5 separate regions of the Sus scrofa genome follow, and regions 2, 3, 4 and 5 are each linked to region 1. A link is a contact called in public HiChIP or PLAC-seq and promoter capture Hi-C data. All regions are on one chromosome and are shown on one strand. The core of a region is the stretch at or near the end of the contact, and the rest is flanking DNA. Distances in the headings are between cores, read along the strand shown.

Evidence for each region. Promoter capture Hi-C pulls out the DNA fragments that hold promoters and counts their contacts. HiChIP or PLAC-seq counts read pairs in DNA pulled down with a chosen protein or histone mark.
Region 2: a contact with region 1 is called in an H3K27ac HiChIP or PLAC-seq map of alveolar macrophages. The contact joins the promoter of PHLDB1 here to the promoter of UBE4A in region 1. A contact is called at or near these places in 1 of 5 promoter capture datasets (fetal skeletal muscle) and 1 of 2 datasets of contacts at active chromatin or transcription factors (alveolar macrophages).
Region 3: a contact with region 1 is called in an H3K27ac HiChIP or PLAC-seq map of alveolar macrophages. The contact joins the promoter of IFT46 here to the promoter of UBE4A in region 1. A contact is called at or near these places in 3 of 5 promoter capture datasets (fetal liver, fetal skeletal muscle and liver), 7 of 47 Hi-C or Micro-C datasets (embryonic fibroblasts, heart right ventricle, liver and 2 more) and 2 of 2 datasets of contacts at active chromatin or transcription factors (alveolar macrophages and skeletal muscle).
Region 4: a contact with region 1 is called in an H3K27ac HiChIP or PLAC-seq map of skeletal muscle. The contact joins the promoter of SCN4B here to the promoter of UBE4A in region 1. A contact is called at or near these places in 3 of 5 promoter capture datasets (fetal liver and liver), 13 of 47 Hi-C or Micro-C datasets (blood, brain, embryonic fibroblasts and 7 more) and 2 of 2 datasets of contacts at active chromatin or transcription factors (alveolar macrophages and skeletal muscle).
Region 5: a promoter capture Hi-C map of liver shows a contact between it and region 1, with 4 times the contacts expected there. The contact joins the enhancer-like site here to the promoter of UBE4A in region 1. A contact is called at or near these places in 1 of 5 promoter capture datasets (liver), 14 of 47 Hi-C or Micro-C datasets (alveolar macrophages, blood, embryonic fibroblasts and 10 more) and 1 of 2 datasets of contacts at active chromatin or transcription factors (alveolar macrophages).

The regions. Positions count from the first base shown.
Region 1 is chr9:45,659,581-45,662,504 of Sscrofa11.1, forward strand. UBE4A (ubiquitination factor E4A) reads left to right here and starts at 1,510. Exons shown (of 20, transcript NM_001244872.1): 1 at 1,510-1,583.
Region 2 is chr9:45,900,664-45,903,587 of Sscrofa11.1, forward strand. PHLDB1 (pleckstrin homology-like domain family B member 1) reads left to right here and starts at 1,436. Exons shown (of 26, transcript XM_021062931.1): 1 at 1,436-1,700.
Region 3 is chr9:45,860,522-45,863,445 of Sscrofa11.1, forward strand. IFT46 (intraflagellar transport protein 46 homolog) reads right to left here and starts at 1,397. Exons shown (of 12, transcript XM_003357317.4): 1 at 1,173-1,397; 2 at 422-518.
Region 4 is chr9:45,474,231-45,477,154 of Sscrofa11.1, forward strand. SCN4B (sodium channel subunit beta-4) reads right to left here and starts at 1,376. Exons shown (of 6, transcript XM_013977487.2): 1 at 1,147-1,376; 2 at 804-898. The coding sequence starts at 828.
Region 5 is chr9:45,506,671-45,509,594 of Sscrofa11.1, forward strand. JAML (junction adhesion molecule like) reads right to left here. Exons shown (of 10, transcript NM_001244730.1): 9 at 2,860-2,924; 10 at 1-330. The coding sequence ends at 238. Among named protein-coding and RNA genes, the nearest start is that of SCN2B, 5.6 kb to the left of the region's middle. Within about 2 kb of position 1,476, at least 31 of the 83 cell types and tissues checked have an H3K27ac peak or open chromatin away from gene starts, as enhancers often do. A contact at or near this core is called in fetal liver, liver, retroperitoneal adipose tissue and 1 more, where this site is marked.

The sequences.
Region 1 (2,924 bases), core at 260-2,759:
CCTCTGTTAACTTTTTGAGGAGTCACCAGACTGTTTTCCCAAAGCGCCCCACTATTTTATATTCCCATCAGCAATGCAGAAGGGTTCCTATCTCTCTACAGCCCCATCAACAATTATTTTCCATTTTTTTCATAATCACTTTCCTAACGGGTAAGGTGACATTTCGTCCTGGTTTTGATTTGCATTTCCCTAATGACTACTGACATTGAGCATCTTTTCATGTGCTTATTGGCCATTTGCACATTTTCTTTTTTCTTTTTTTTTGGGGGGGGGGGAGGGCTCACTCAGGCATATACAGTTTCCCAGGCTAGGTGTCCAATAGGAGCCACAGCCATAGAAACACCACAGCAACACGAGATTGGAGCTCTAAGTATGTCTGTGACCTACACCACCCACAGCTCATGGCAATGCAGGATCCTTAACCCAGTGAGCAAGGCCAGGGATCGAACCCACAGCCTCATGGTTCCTAGTCAGATTCGTCTCCACTGCGCCATGAGGGGAACTCCTTTTTGTACGTTTTCTTTAGAGAAATGTTTATTCAAGTCCACTGTCCATTCTTTAATCCAGTCATTTGTGTTGGTTGTTGTTGAGTTACAGACTTTTTAAAATATATCTGGATGTTACTTCTTAATCAGATATGTAATTTACAAATATTTCTGTCACTCAATGAATTGTCTTTTTTTTTTTTTTTTTTTTGTCTTTTTTTGCTATTTCTTGGGCCGCTCTCACGGCATATGGAGGTTCCCAAGCTAGGGGTCGAATCGGAGCTGTAGCCGCCGGCCTACACCAGAGCCACAGCAACGCGGGATCCGCCGTATCTGCGACCTACACCACAGCTCACAGCAACGCCGGACCCTTAACCCACTGAGCAAGGGCAGGGACCGAAGCCGCAACCTCATGGTTCCTAGTCGGATTCGTTAACCACTGCGCCACGACGGGAACTCCTGAATTGTCTTTTCATTTGCACTCTTAAAAAATATGCCGCTTCCTTTGCCTTTGTGTACCTCGAGGCAACCTTGAGGATGTATATCGTCTCCACTTTACAAGAACACATTGCCTGGCACCTAAAAAGAATTCACAACTTTCAGTTACTGTTATTACTACTGTTAACTGCTTCACAGATAATAATTTATAAAAAGTACAGAAGCTGCTTCAAAAAAGCCTAAGGCTAATGGGAAAAATAGAAAGAAGCCCACAGTGGCCTAGAGCAGAGCCAGGGTTTACCAAGTCATATCTGTCACCCATACACGGATTTCGGAGACCCGTCTCATACTCCGTGAAGCTTCAAAACACCTGCCTTGCAGCTCACCCATAAGCCTGCCACTACCCGCCGGACACCGCCCTAACGCCACTTCCGGCTACTTCCGCTCCGCCCCAGCCAGCCAGCGCATGCGTCGTGGGGATGTTTGCGCGCCCGCTCCCAACGCAGAGCGACACACCCAGTTTCCGGCGCCTAGACGAGATTCCTCAAGGCACGGCGCCTAGTCATGATGTAAGTTCCGGTTGCGGTGCTGAGTCGGAAGTGGGAACCCTTCGGCCACTGAGACTCTGTCGTGTCGTCGCTGCTGGCCCTTCTGGCTCTGGTAAGAGACAAAATAGCTGGAGGGGAGGGGAACCTTTGAGGCTGCAGAGGAATTTTTTCCTTCTAGTCGAATGCCAGTCCAAACCTCTGCACTGTTAGCTCTTTCAAATTCTTTTTACCTGTGCTTTCCTGACCACTGGCTTTCTCCTCCATGAACTTCGACCCTGACTGTTTTGGGAACCCCTTACAGTGCTCTAGCTTCTGGCCTCTCTGGCCCCCTTGGCCATTCTCTTCCTGGAAAAGCCAGGAATCTTGGCCTTGCATTAATTTTGACTTTCTTTCTCTAGAACGTGCGCCCAGTGGGTGGGTCTCCCTCCATGCTGCGAATACCTTATGGAACCTGGAGGGATAAAATATAAAAAGTAGACAACAGATAGCCAAGTGCCAAAGAAGAGGAAATTAAGCACAGCCTACGGCTGTGTCATAGGCTGGTAATCAAACCAGTTGAATACATATGGCAGGGTATTGACATTTCTTAAGGCAAGCAATCATTTCACCTCTCAAAACTCTGCTGGCACTCTGCTTCTTGCTCCCTCAGCAGCTGGGTTTAGAAGGCACTTGCAAAATTGAGTAACTAGAGCTCAGGAGCTTATTTTTGATGGATCTTCTCCTTGGGATCAGTTTTTTGCTTCCAGAACAAGAAAATGTTTAGTCTCACTCGCATGGACCATTTTGGTCTCACATGGGAGCCCTTCTGAGATAAAATGGGCCCCAGGAGGGAGTACTGTCTGCTTTGCTACTTGATGAGCTCCTTCTAGCTTGCCGATGTGACTGATGTGACCAAAGGATCTGTTTCCACAGTAGAGGCCTGAAAGGGTAATTGGAGGGGGAACATGTGATGAAATATTTTTTTAATTCCTTTTTTGGTTTGACCTCACCAGGAAACTTAGACCTTATGGAGTATGATTTAATAAAGTTTGATTTTGAGAATCCCAGTTTTGTGAAGTATTCCGAGTATTTCTGTTTAAAAGCAATATCAAGTCCGATGTTAAAACGTGCGCTCATCTCTTTAAAAGCTGTCAGTGGCCCTTAAGGGATAGCAGTATTGCTTATAAACAAAAGATTGAATCAGGGGAGAGTGAAAGGATTTTGTAGGACTGGGCTAGACAGCTATTACAGACTCTTGGAGCACATGTATCAGAGGGAAACATGTTTTTAAAGAGGACGGATTTAGGGAGTTCCGGTCATGGCTCAGCAGAAACGAATCTGACTAGTATCCACGAAGACACAGGTTCGATCCCTGGCCTCCCTCAGTGGGCTAAGGATCTGGCATTGTTGTGGCTGTGTCGTAGGCTGGCAGCTACAGCTCCGATAAGAGCCGTAGCCTGGGAACCTCCATATG
Region 2 (2,924 bases), core at 186-2,685, 240 kb after region 1:
TAGAATAAAAGTACTTTTATGAGCCTCAACCAGTATGAAAAAAGAATAAGAGGCTTCCACTCTCAACATTGCTCCCCACCCCTGGCCAAATCTTGGGGCTTTCCGGTACATGCTGTAGCCTGATAGTTCGACCTCTGTTAGCTATAGCAGGTAGCTGCAAAGAGCTTCCCTCCCCCTCCCCCTTTTTGTCCATTGCCTGGCTCCAGTCATCTCCTGCCTCCTGCTGTGGGGGGCCCCCTGCTAATGCTGGCCCTGTCAATGAGTGACCAGAGATTCCTGAAGTTCAACCTCCTGTCGTTCCTGAGTTAGGTAGGGAGAGAGGGTACACACTAAAGTCACTGAATCAGAACAAGACTTGTCCCTGATTTTCTGCTATTCTCCCCCCCTGGAATTGGGGGCTTTCTGCTTTCTCCTTGGGGCTTGGGGACTTTCTGCCTTCTCCTTCAGGGAGGAAGAGTCAGTCTCAGAGGTCCCTCTAATGAAAGTTAAAGGAATCCAGTCTAGCTGAGTTCAGTTCCCTGGGGCCTCCCCAGTCTCTTGAGGCAAGAGCTGGCTTTGCAAGGTAAGGATCCACTATCAGCGTTGGATTTCGGGTGGGGGTTGAAAAGGAGCATGACTTTCAGCCAGGCTCAGTGTCTAGGTTTCTCTTAGGTTTTTAGTCCCTCCTCTTTTTCCTTATTAACTTCTCAGTCCAACAGAGATCCAAACTGCTATAGGATGGTGTGCTCAACTATAAATCTATCGTTTGCCTTCCAGTTATAATCCTGCAGGTTGTGGTGGGGGTGGAGCTAACAAGGGGCCAGGATGACACTTCCATTCAGCTTTCCTGTTCTTTACAGTTTGCATGGCACTTTAACACGCCTTCTTGTACCTATCCTTGAAAATATCTGTGCCACCGTATATGCAGGGTTATCAACCCCATAAGCTGTCATGGTGGTAGGATGAGCAGGAGCGACAGAGGCCAAACCTGGATATCCCCTGAAGGTATTTGGAAATATTGAGAGTGTGTTGGAGGGCTGGGACTATGAGGTTCACTGGGAGCTGATGGAGGGTTTAGACATCTAAAGTTCGGGGCGGGGGGGGGGGGGCGGAAGTAGAGAGAAACTGTCAATCCTCAGAAGCACCTTAAAGCCTAGGCTGGAGGGTGGTCTAAGAGAGTCGGACCCGGAAAGTGAGTGGGGATGGGGGGTGTATACGGTGGTGGTGGTAGCCGAGAGCCCAGCTGCAGAGATGAACAAAGCGGGCGCTGTGCAGGCGGGGGCGGGGGGGGGGAGGTGCTGCTCTGGGAAAGGGTGGGTGGGGGGGACCTTGGGCTCCGGTCCCACAAGGGCGTCTCCTCAGGCTGGCCGGGCGGACGGGACGGGGGACGGGGGCGGGGACTAGCGGGGGGTGGGGGTGGGGGTGGGGTGGGGAATGGGGAGGCGGGACCCGCTCGCTCTCCTCCTACTTTCTGGGCTCCCAGGGAAAAGCAAGAGTGTTCTCCGGAGCCTGAGGCCTCAGAGGCTGAGCCGGGCTAAGGAACCGGTGTCCCCCTCTCCCGCCGAGGTAAGAACGTTCCCTCTCACTGAGCCTGCGAGTCCTGCTAGCTGCACTGCTGGGACAGGACAGGAGGAAATCCCAGGGGCCTGGCGACAGCCCTCAGATCAGCTTTGGGCTGGAGAGCCCGGAAGAAACCCTTAGAGGAGGAGGGGGTGCCTCAGGTGAGTGCATGGGAGCGCCAAGGTTTTTCTGCAGAATGGGCTTCGTTGCTTTCCTGGGAACTCCTTACTCTTGCCCTCCTGAGCCGCTGCCCGCGCCGCCGCCAGAGGGGGCCCTCGCGCTCCACCCCTCACCCCCTATCCCACTCTGGAAGAACGAGGACCCTGTCCCTTCAGAGTCTCCTGCGGGAACCCAGGCAGCCCGGCGATACTCCTGGGACTCGTCCGCCTGCCCCCCACACCTCTGCTCTTCCGCTGATAGAAGGACTAAGAGCACTGCACCAGGAGCGAGGGGGTCCCCTGGGGCATCTCTGCTTCTGTCCCGAGCCGGGCCTCCTTTAGGGATGGGAAAGGGATGTTAAGTAGGGCTCGGAGGCAGTAGTATCCGGGAGCGACTCGTGGGAGTATCAGTAGATAGGTGGCACATCTGGGGCCTCCCGGGCCCTCCTCGGAGGACCCGCATCTTTAGGGGTCCTGGAGGCTGGAGAGGGCTGTGGGGTCAGTGAGTTCCCGCTTGGTCTGGATTCGAATCCCTTGCGGAGTTCCCCGGGCCGAGGCTGAGCCAGGTCATCCGGGCTCCTCTGGGACTGGGAAGCGCGGGCGGGAGGGGGCCCGGGAGGGGCCGCGGGGTTGCCGAGGCGCTCGCTGACTCTTCCGCCCAGGCTGGCGCGAGCGGCGGCTGGGCCGGGAGAGCGCGCCGCCCGGCGGGGGACCCAGGGCGCCGGGGCGGGGCTGCATTCTGGGCCCGTTAGCTCAGCGGTCCCGAAGCCTCCCGGAGGGCTGACTCATCGGACCGGTCACACACAAACAAAACTCCCCACCACGTCAGGCATCCCACGAGCAGACACCCTCGGTGCCCCACCAGGCACCACCCACTCACCCTTCCCACTACACAAGCCACGCCGACACCCCTGTCTCTCTCTGCAGTTACACGTGTGGGACCCAAACATTCCTAGACCTCTACACACTCTACACACACGCCAAGCACTCTCAGGAGGTCCACATTCACACTTGCGGCGTCCCGCGCTCACGCCCTTCCCCGCGCACACACCCTTCCCCGCGCACACGCACTCCCTGACACGCAGCCCCCACGGCTCACACCCATCACATACTCAGTCCTCACGCATGCAGCTTCTTACACACGCGCTCCCTTCAAACACGCACCTCCCCTCACACACACAAATGCTACACAAGCGCCCCCCCCCCCAAGCTGCCCGCGAGGAGCCG
Region 3 (2,924 bases), core at 147-2,646, 200 kb after region 1:
CAACCTACACCACAGCTCACGGCAATGCCGGATCGTTAACCCACTGAGCAAGGGCAGGGACCGAACCCGCAACCTCATGGTTCCTAGTCGGATTCGTTAACCACTGCGCCACGACGGGAACTCCAAGACTTTTGATAAATTAAATAAACAAACATGAACCCCTGGCAGATTATGGGTAAAGAGTATCACGAAATAAATGATGATGGGAAACTGGTCAGATTGAAGGAAGATCCTGCAATGTGGGTGGCGGTGTTTTCTCCCTCCTTAAGTAGTTAGAAAACAGAAGCGACAACAAATAACTTGACTCTGAAAGTCAACATTTGCTATTATAAACTAAAAAATTATTGGAAACAATCATGAGTCCATCCTGCTCTTTGCTCTGAGAACCGTCTGTCTTCTTTTCTCTTCATTTATTTCTTACCTTTGTGTCTTGAGGGAGGAGTATAAATACTTGCAACCTCTTCCGAGTCGTTAATCTCTAGACGCTCATCATATGTCTGGTTTTCTATAATCTTGGTCTAAGTAAAAGGAAACATGATTACACAGCTCCTATCACGGGACAGTAAGCACTCTGTGGGGAGCTGGACTCCAAACCAGCAATGGTTCCGAGACACCAGTTTTACATGAAACCCTCACCCCAGTTCAAGCAGTTAAGTCATTCTGCTGCAGCCCTTATTTAGGAACTGCTGGCAGGCTGACCGGAGAACGAAGAAATCCTGGAGCGAAACAACAGCCAACTTCTGCATCACCTTCCCCAAAGCTCTTTTGTAGAGAACGGCTCAAGTGAGCCTCAGGTTCGGTCAGTTTCCCAAGGCTGCTGGGATTTCTTAGCTGTAGAGGTTCTAGAAACAATTCTGTTTCTAGAGTCACCAGGGCGGGGGCTGTTCCTCTAAGAGAGGTTAAACTCTAGTCTCTTGGTCCAAAAGCATCACCCTCATCTATACCATGACCACCCCACCCCCCTTGGTCTCGTCTTGTAGTTCGGATGCCCCTTACGTTTCGTGGGGAGTAAGGCAAGCAGAATGGTCGGTGATGGCGTGAAGGGAAGGGAGAAAGTATAGTGGGTAAGAAAACGGAAAGAAGTGGAGAGGGGTTGCGAGGACAGAAAAGGAGTCCTTTCTATTCCTCTTGGGAGAGAGGAAGCGTTCTCTGTTAGGGTGAGTACGAATTACCTGTAGCCCCTCCGAATCCGTCTCTTCTATCTGGAAGGAACCCCAGCCTAGGGCTGGGGTCTCACCCTAATCTCAGGCCAGGCCACTTTTACTTGGAAAGAAGGGGAGCAACTGGCGTGTTGTCAGTAGCTAAGCAAACAAACAATAAATAAATAAATAAAAAGAGCGAAGAAAGAAACAGAAAAATCGCGAGACTTCCTTTAACTCTCGTGAGAGCTCAACTCGCGCATTATGTTTCTCCCCAGCTAAGGAGCCAAGCAGAAAAAGAGGAGCTCACATCGTGATTGTTTAGATTTCAACAGATGTGTCTGTGGTGGCATCTAGCGGCTGCAGGCAGCAAATCAGATGAATTCCGGTTGGTAGAGAGTTAAGCTCTAGATCCCGAAACACGGTCTGCATTTTTTACCCAGGGAAAGGATCAGTAGGTATGAGTTCCTATTAAGTCAGACCACTCAGCCTTTAGGCAAACTCAGGGGTTGCCTCAATTCCTGACATTCTGTACTACTTTTATAGCATTTTTATTACATTATAGTCTTTCCCCTCCACTGTGTCCATAGCATGGGACATATTTATAGTATTAACAAATTATTATTTACCTGTGATTCAAATTTAACACATTCTCCCGCTTTTTTAATTTTTTAATTTTAATTTTTTTTAGGGCTGCACCTGCGACCTATGGAAAATCCCAAGCTGGGGGTCAAATCAGAGCTGTAGCTGCCGGCCATTCTTTCTCTGTATGGATTTATCTGTTCTGGATATTTTACATAAATGGAGTCATAGAAGATACGGTCTTTTGTGAGTGGCATCTTTCACTTAACATAGTATTTTCAAGGTTCATCCATGTTGTATCATGTATCAGAATTTAATTCCTTTTTGTGACTAATATTCCATTGTTTAGATATACTACCTTTTTTTTTTTTTTTTTTTTTTGTCTTTTTAGAGCTTCCTCCACGGCATATGGAGGTTCCCAGGCTAGGGGTCTAATCGGAGCTGTAGCTGCCGGCCTATGCCAGAGCCACAGCAATGCCAGATCCCAGCCGCGTCTACAACCCACACCATAGCTCATGGCAACCCCGGATCCTTAACCCACTGAGTGAGGCCAGGGATTGAACCCGAAACCTCATTGTTCCTAGTCGGATTCGTTTCCGCTTTGCCGGTGGGAACTCTAAATATACCACATTTTGTTATTCATTCGAGTACTGAGGGACACTTGGATCGTTTCCACTTTTTGGCTATTATGAACAATGTTTCTATGAACATTAGTGTTCAAGGTTGTGTATGGGTGTGTGGTTTTAACTCTCTTGGGCGCATACATAGGAGTGAATTGCTGGGTCACATGGTAACCCCATGCTTAGCTTTTTGAGGAGCTGCCAAGCTTTCCCCAAACAATTAAACTACTTCAGGTTCCCGCCAGCAGTGTATGAGAGTTCTAATTTCTCCACATTCTCACCAACTCTTATTATTATAGCCATCCTAGCAAGCTTTGATTTGCAATTCCCTAAGGACTAAAGATATTGAGCATATTTTTATGTGCTTATTGGCCATCTATCGTTTTGTTTTTGTCTTTTTATGGTTGCACCCGTGGCATATGTAAGTTCCCAGGCTAGGGGTCAAATCAGAGCTGCAGTTGCTGCCACAGCCACCAGCAATGCCAGATCCAAGCTGTGTCTGTCACCTACACTGCAGCTCAGGCAATGTTGGATTCTTAACCCACTGCATCAGGCCAGGGATGGAACCAAATCCTCATGGATC
Region 4 (2,924 bases), core at 126-2,625, 190 kb before region 1:
ATGTGCGCCTAAGGCACAAGTGAGAACACTGGTGTCTTCTCTCCAGCTGTAAGGCTATAGCAGAATTGGTGGCTCCTGAGTGAAAGATGTACTCTCACCCCCCTCCGCCACCAGGTGCCAACATGACAGGCCTGCACACAGTTTACATTTGCAGAAACAGCAGTGATCGCCCTTAAAGACTTCTGCCTCCCTGCTTTCAGCCCAAATGCCTACGTCGCGTGCCTACCCCATGCAGGGAGCTGCCAAAAGCCACATCTGACAAATACAAACAGGAAGAGGTGCGGGTGCCAGAGATGGAGTTGGCTTACATTTGAAAGCCAGCTCTGAGTTATGAGGAGATAATGTTCTGGACAAATAAATATCATTCCCTAATCTCTTAGAGTTTGATGCTCAAAACTATCATGTGCATATTAATAGATATCGATAATCTGTTCTTTCTGTGTCCTCTGGCCGGGCCTCCTCAGTCTTCATATTCATCCCAAAATGAAGAGCCAGGAGCAGGTGAAACAGGTCCTCCCCATTCCCCCAGGGAATCTCTTCCTAGGAAGAGAGAAAATATCTTTCCTAAAAGGGGGCTTAAATGATCCTCCAAGTCCCTCCAACACATCCAGTCTGCAGGGAAGGCAGTGGACACCAGAGGAAGTAGAGGGCAGAGGAGGCAAACAGAACAAGGATCAGTAGGAAAGGGAGCTCCCCAACCCCCAACTGGTGCATGCCGGTGCCTGGACAACCAGCTTCCAAGTAGCAAAGAGCTCTGAGCAGGGGTAGAAACTAGCATCTCAACAATCACACTTGCAACCCACCTGGCATCCCCTCCACCCAAGGCATTAGCCGCTCTCCCCCAGCAGCTTAAACGTCTCAACTCGGGTCCCCAAGATCCAGCTCCAGAAGTGCGGGGCTGAAGGCACCAGAAACAGCAAAAAAAAAAAAAAACTAATCGCGAGGCTGGCGGGCCGATGGGGCGGGGGACGGCGCACTGTCCCCGGGGAGCTCAGCCCTCCCAGCTAGAGTCTCAAGCCAGTAGCCCCGCTCCAAAGCCTTCCCCCCGTCCAAGGCACTGCTCTTCGAAGTGACCCCTGCTCTGGGGGGAGATGGGGGAGGAGGGGGGAAGAGGCAGGAGAAGAAACCGAGCTGGGGCTGCCTTACCCAAAAGCCCAGTGCCCAGCCATCTCGCCCTGGGTGCGCCTCGGTCCCCGGCCCCGAGCATCGTTCTTTTCTCTCCGGAGCGCGCCAGGGGCGCGGGGACAGGATACAGGGCGCAGCCGCGCTCGCAGCCCGCGGTCTGCAGTGGGCCTGGAGGCTGCCGGGGAGCTCTGCGCCGCCGGCTGAGCTTGGGAAAGTTAGCGGGGATGGCAGGAGAGGAGGGGGAGGGAGGGAGAGGAGGAGCCGACTGCGGGAGCGGCCGCTGAGGGCACGGGGAGAAGGAGGAGGAGCACGAAGAGGAGGAACAGGAGCAGGAGGACCGCCGAGCTAGTGCAGAGGCGAGCGACGCTGCGCCTCTGCTCTGGAAGCGCTCCAGCCGCAGGAGGGGCGGTGGCCGCCGCGGTGCCTGGGGCGCCCCCGCCTCGTGGTCCCCGAGCCCCGGGAGCGTGCCGGGCCCCCCGCTTCCCCTCCGGCTTGGGCAGGGCTGCTGCGGCTTGGCACTGCAGGGCCACCCGCAGCCGCCCGCATCATCCCATGCGCTGAGCTGCCAATTAGGAGGATAGTTTGGGGAGGAGTAGAGGTGGAGCTTTTCGGGTGTTCTACTTTGGGAAACACGAGTGGGGACCACGAGGGGACCGCTTGGATGGCCGACACTGGCGCAGCCGGTGGGCGTGTGCGGGCTTCCCCACTGCACCCCACTGATTCTGACTCGCGTGCAGCCTCTGAGCCCCGCGCCCCGCCTTTGCTCCGCTGGGCAGGGTCCCGGGGACCGGCTTCCAACTGCAAACTGCCCCCGCCACCGCCCATCCACCTCGGCCATTGCTTCATGAGCTGGGAAATCATGATGCCCCTGGTTGGGGAATCCGGCCAGACACTACCAATCCGATTGGGGCTCCTTCTTCACCTTCCTGCAGCACCTCTATTCTCATTTTTCCTACCTAGGCACTCCCCGCCCCTCCCCTTTCACCCTCCTCCAATGGTTTCCTCTGTCCTTCAGAAACCTGAAGTCTTCATGGCCTCACCTCCCTTTGGGGATGGAGGAGCCCAGGTCAGCCCTCCCAGGCTTGGGGGTCACAGCCAGGGCCAAGGTGAAACTGCCAACAAAGGAGCCTTTTCTCAGACACTCTGGAGTTACCAGTGAATAGTGCAGTTTGGGGTGTGGTTTGGTAACTAATGTCTGCTGTCCTCCCCTCGGCACCCCACTGCTAACCTCCCAGCCCCCTCCCTCCATCCCAGGCCCCTTGTTCCTGACCCTCCATCCTTTGCCTCTCTGGGCACTAGTTCAGACTTGGAAACCTGCTCCCACTTCATGGCCTGACCCCTGCTACAGTCCCACCACCACCCACCTTTTTAGCCAGGGGGCTTCAGAGGAATCTTGGGCCCCTTGTGGTTGTATGGGAAAGCCTGAATGTCTATTTGGGTTTTTTCCAGGAGCTGTGACAGTGGTACAGTGGCTCTGTAGTGAGCTGTGATAGTGGTACAGTAGCTCTGGGGAATCTAGTCCTAGCTCCAGCATTTATTGGCGTGTGACCTTGAGCAAGTTATGCAATCTTCTGCAGAAGCCTGTCTGTACTACAGTGAAAGCGAAGATATTTACCTCTTGCAATTGTTAAGAGCAATGCCACCCTTAGGCCTCAGCAGCAGAGGCCTCAGCCTGGGCTCCTCACTCTGGCCCTACCCCTCCTCATTGGAAAAGTAGTTCCTGGGACAAGAGGGACCATATACGTCCTCTTCTAGACCACATGCTGGACATCCAGGACCCTGGAATTCTCTGTTCAAAT
Region 5 (2,924 bases), core at 226-2,725, 150 kb before region 1:
AGTCCCACTTCAGAGGGACCAAGTCCACACTCCCCCTAATCAGGGCCTGTTCCTCCAGCGCTGTCCTGTCCCTCTGCCAGGCTTCAAACCTCCATTTCAGCCCTTCGCCCAAGCAGGGGGGTGCGGGAGGATGACTGGGAGGGCAGGGGGATCCGAAATAACTGGTACATGGACTCAGGACACAGAGGAAGGAGCGTCTCTGTCAGGGACAAGAACAAAGGAAACTCCCCTTTCTTCTCAAAAGGCGTGCTCAGTTTTTGGCATTCCCCCAGCTGACTTTCTGTCAAGTGGGCTGCCTGGTGCTGACCTCAGGGAAGGCCAAACTGGGTGCTGTGGGGAGAGAGAACAAAACACCTTTGTAAGAAGCATCTCAATCATAATAGTCACCATTTACAGAGCCCTTTCCATCTGCCTGGACCGATTCTGAATTTCACGGGCACTATCTCAGTGGGTCCTTACCACCTGGGAAGTAGGCTTTATTCTTTCAGTTAAGGATGAGGAAACTGAGGCTCGAGGCAAAGCTACGGGCCCAAGATGATCTAGTTTTGAAGTCTGTCTGGGTCTCTCCAACTCCAAAGCTTGGCATCTTAACCAGGGTGCTCTACAGCCTCAGAAAGGGGGCACAGAGTGGCGACCCCTTCATTTAGGTAAATTTAATCAAAAATCAAATGCTCTTTGGAGTCCCCATCGTGGCCCAGCAGTAACAAACCCAACAAAGATCCATGAGGACACAGGTTCGATCCCTGGCCTTGCTCAGAGAGTTAGGGATCTGGCGTTGCCATGAGCCATGGTGTATCTTGCAGACATGGCTCGGATCTGGTGTTGCTGTGGCTGTGGTATAGACTGGCTGCTGCAGCTCTGATTTAACACCTAGCCTAGGAACTTCCATATGCTGTGGGTGCAGCCTTAAAAAGACACACACACACACAAAAAAATCAAAGGCTCTCTGTTGCCCCTGCCCCCTATCAGATAACACCTCCATACCCAAGGTATGCAGGCCAGAATTCACCCATAGGCTTGTTTAAGTTGGCATATACTGTTTTAAAATAACTTGACCAGCAGGAGTTCCCTGGTGGTCTAGTAGTTAGGATTCAGCACTTTCACCACTGCAGCCTGGGGTTCAATCCCTGGTCTGGGAGTTGAGATCCCACCTCAAGCCACTACACACCACAGCCAAAAAGTAAAATAAAATAGAACAAATAACATGACCAGTCCCTGAAGGGCTTTGAGTTTGTGGCCTGGGCCTCTCATCACACTTGCTCTATTGGATCTGTTTCAAGAGGACAGGGGTGCTATTTTCCGCAGAGTGTAAATCCCAAGCCCCTAGCACTGAGCCCGGGGAGGCTGGCTTTGAAAATGACTCACTCCTGCATCACCTCTGCCCCACAGACTGTCTGCCAACAGTACTGCCCAGGTGGGTGACACATTCAGCAGCAGCCACTGTGCAGCTGTATCAGCAGGTCTCTGAGAGGCAGGACGAGGTTCTGGCAGTTCCTGTGCATCACATGGCACTAACAGGAGAAGGATGGGGGCGGGGGTGACTATATTCAACTGCGGCTTCAGAGTGGCGCTCATATTTCCCCTGGTGGAACCAGGCCAGGTCTCTGATCTCACACTTTGCTAGCAGAACCTTCCTCTGCGGCCATCAGCCAGGAGTCACGTGTCCTTAGCGCTGGTGCAACAGGAACAAATACAAGCCATCATCCCATAAACAGAGGAGGCCAGTCTTCCTGACAGACCCCAGCAGAACACTGCTCGCTTCATGGCCGGGGCGTCTATCATTAGTCCACAAATAGCACTATGTGGCCGGCTCACTCCTTTTGTCCTTACCCTCCTCACTACACAGCCAGTGCCTCTTCTAGGTGCTGGACTTCCCGGGAGAGTTGAGCAGAAAAAAAGCAGGAATCGGACTCTGTGCTATCACAGGAAGGTCGGCATGCAGCCTTCCTGGCAGTTAGACTATACTTATTAGGTGTAATAAGTCACAGAACTTTTTAAAAATCTTAGGGTTGGAGGGGTCCCTGGTAGCTAGGTGGGTTAAGGATCTGGTGTTGTCACTGCTGTGGCTTGGGTCACTACTATGGCACAGGTTCAATCCCTGGCATCGGAACTTCTACATGCTGCAGGTATGGCCAAAAAATAAAATCTGAGAGTTGGAAGGGATATTTTAAACAGAAGGAAAACAGTCCCTTGTGACACAATATTTATGCAAGGATCTAACAGCACCCTCGGCACCCTCTTTTCTATGCTGTGTTTAGCCAGTGTTGTGCTGACAGGCAGAGATGCTCTGTCTACCCCGCAGGCAACCGCTTCCTTTCACCCTGAAATCAATCATCTCCAGCCCGAGAAACACTCATAATACTCAAAATTACTTGATATTGGGTATGAGGGCAAGTTTCTAGCTTTTGTTTTTTCCTTTTAGGGCCACACCTGCAGCATATGGAATTTCCCAGGCTAGGGGTCCAACTGAAGCTGAAGCTGCTGGCCTACACCACAGCCACAGCAACTCGGGGATCTGAGCCGCATCTGTGACCTATGCCACAGCTCAGGTCAACATAGATCCTTAACCCACTGAGCGAGACCAGGGATGGAACCTGCATCCTCAAGGATACTAGTCAGGTTCTTAACCCACTGAACCACAACAGGAACTCTCAGGGCAAGTTTGATATTAGTCTTCTATCCAGCAGAGCTTCTGCTTCTCACAATTTCCTGCTCCTTGGGAAAATCTCTGCCCTCAGCAGAGTGGCCTCCCCAGGGGGCCTAGCAATGTCGCTCCCGCATGACTTTGCCATACCCTCCCTCCCGCTCCTTCTCCTGCCTCCAGACACCTGGCTTAGCTGGGCCCAGAATATGTCTCACCATGGTCATGTAGGTGGCTTCTGATTTCCCACCTGATTCTGCTTCGTCGATCACGTCTTGTGTGG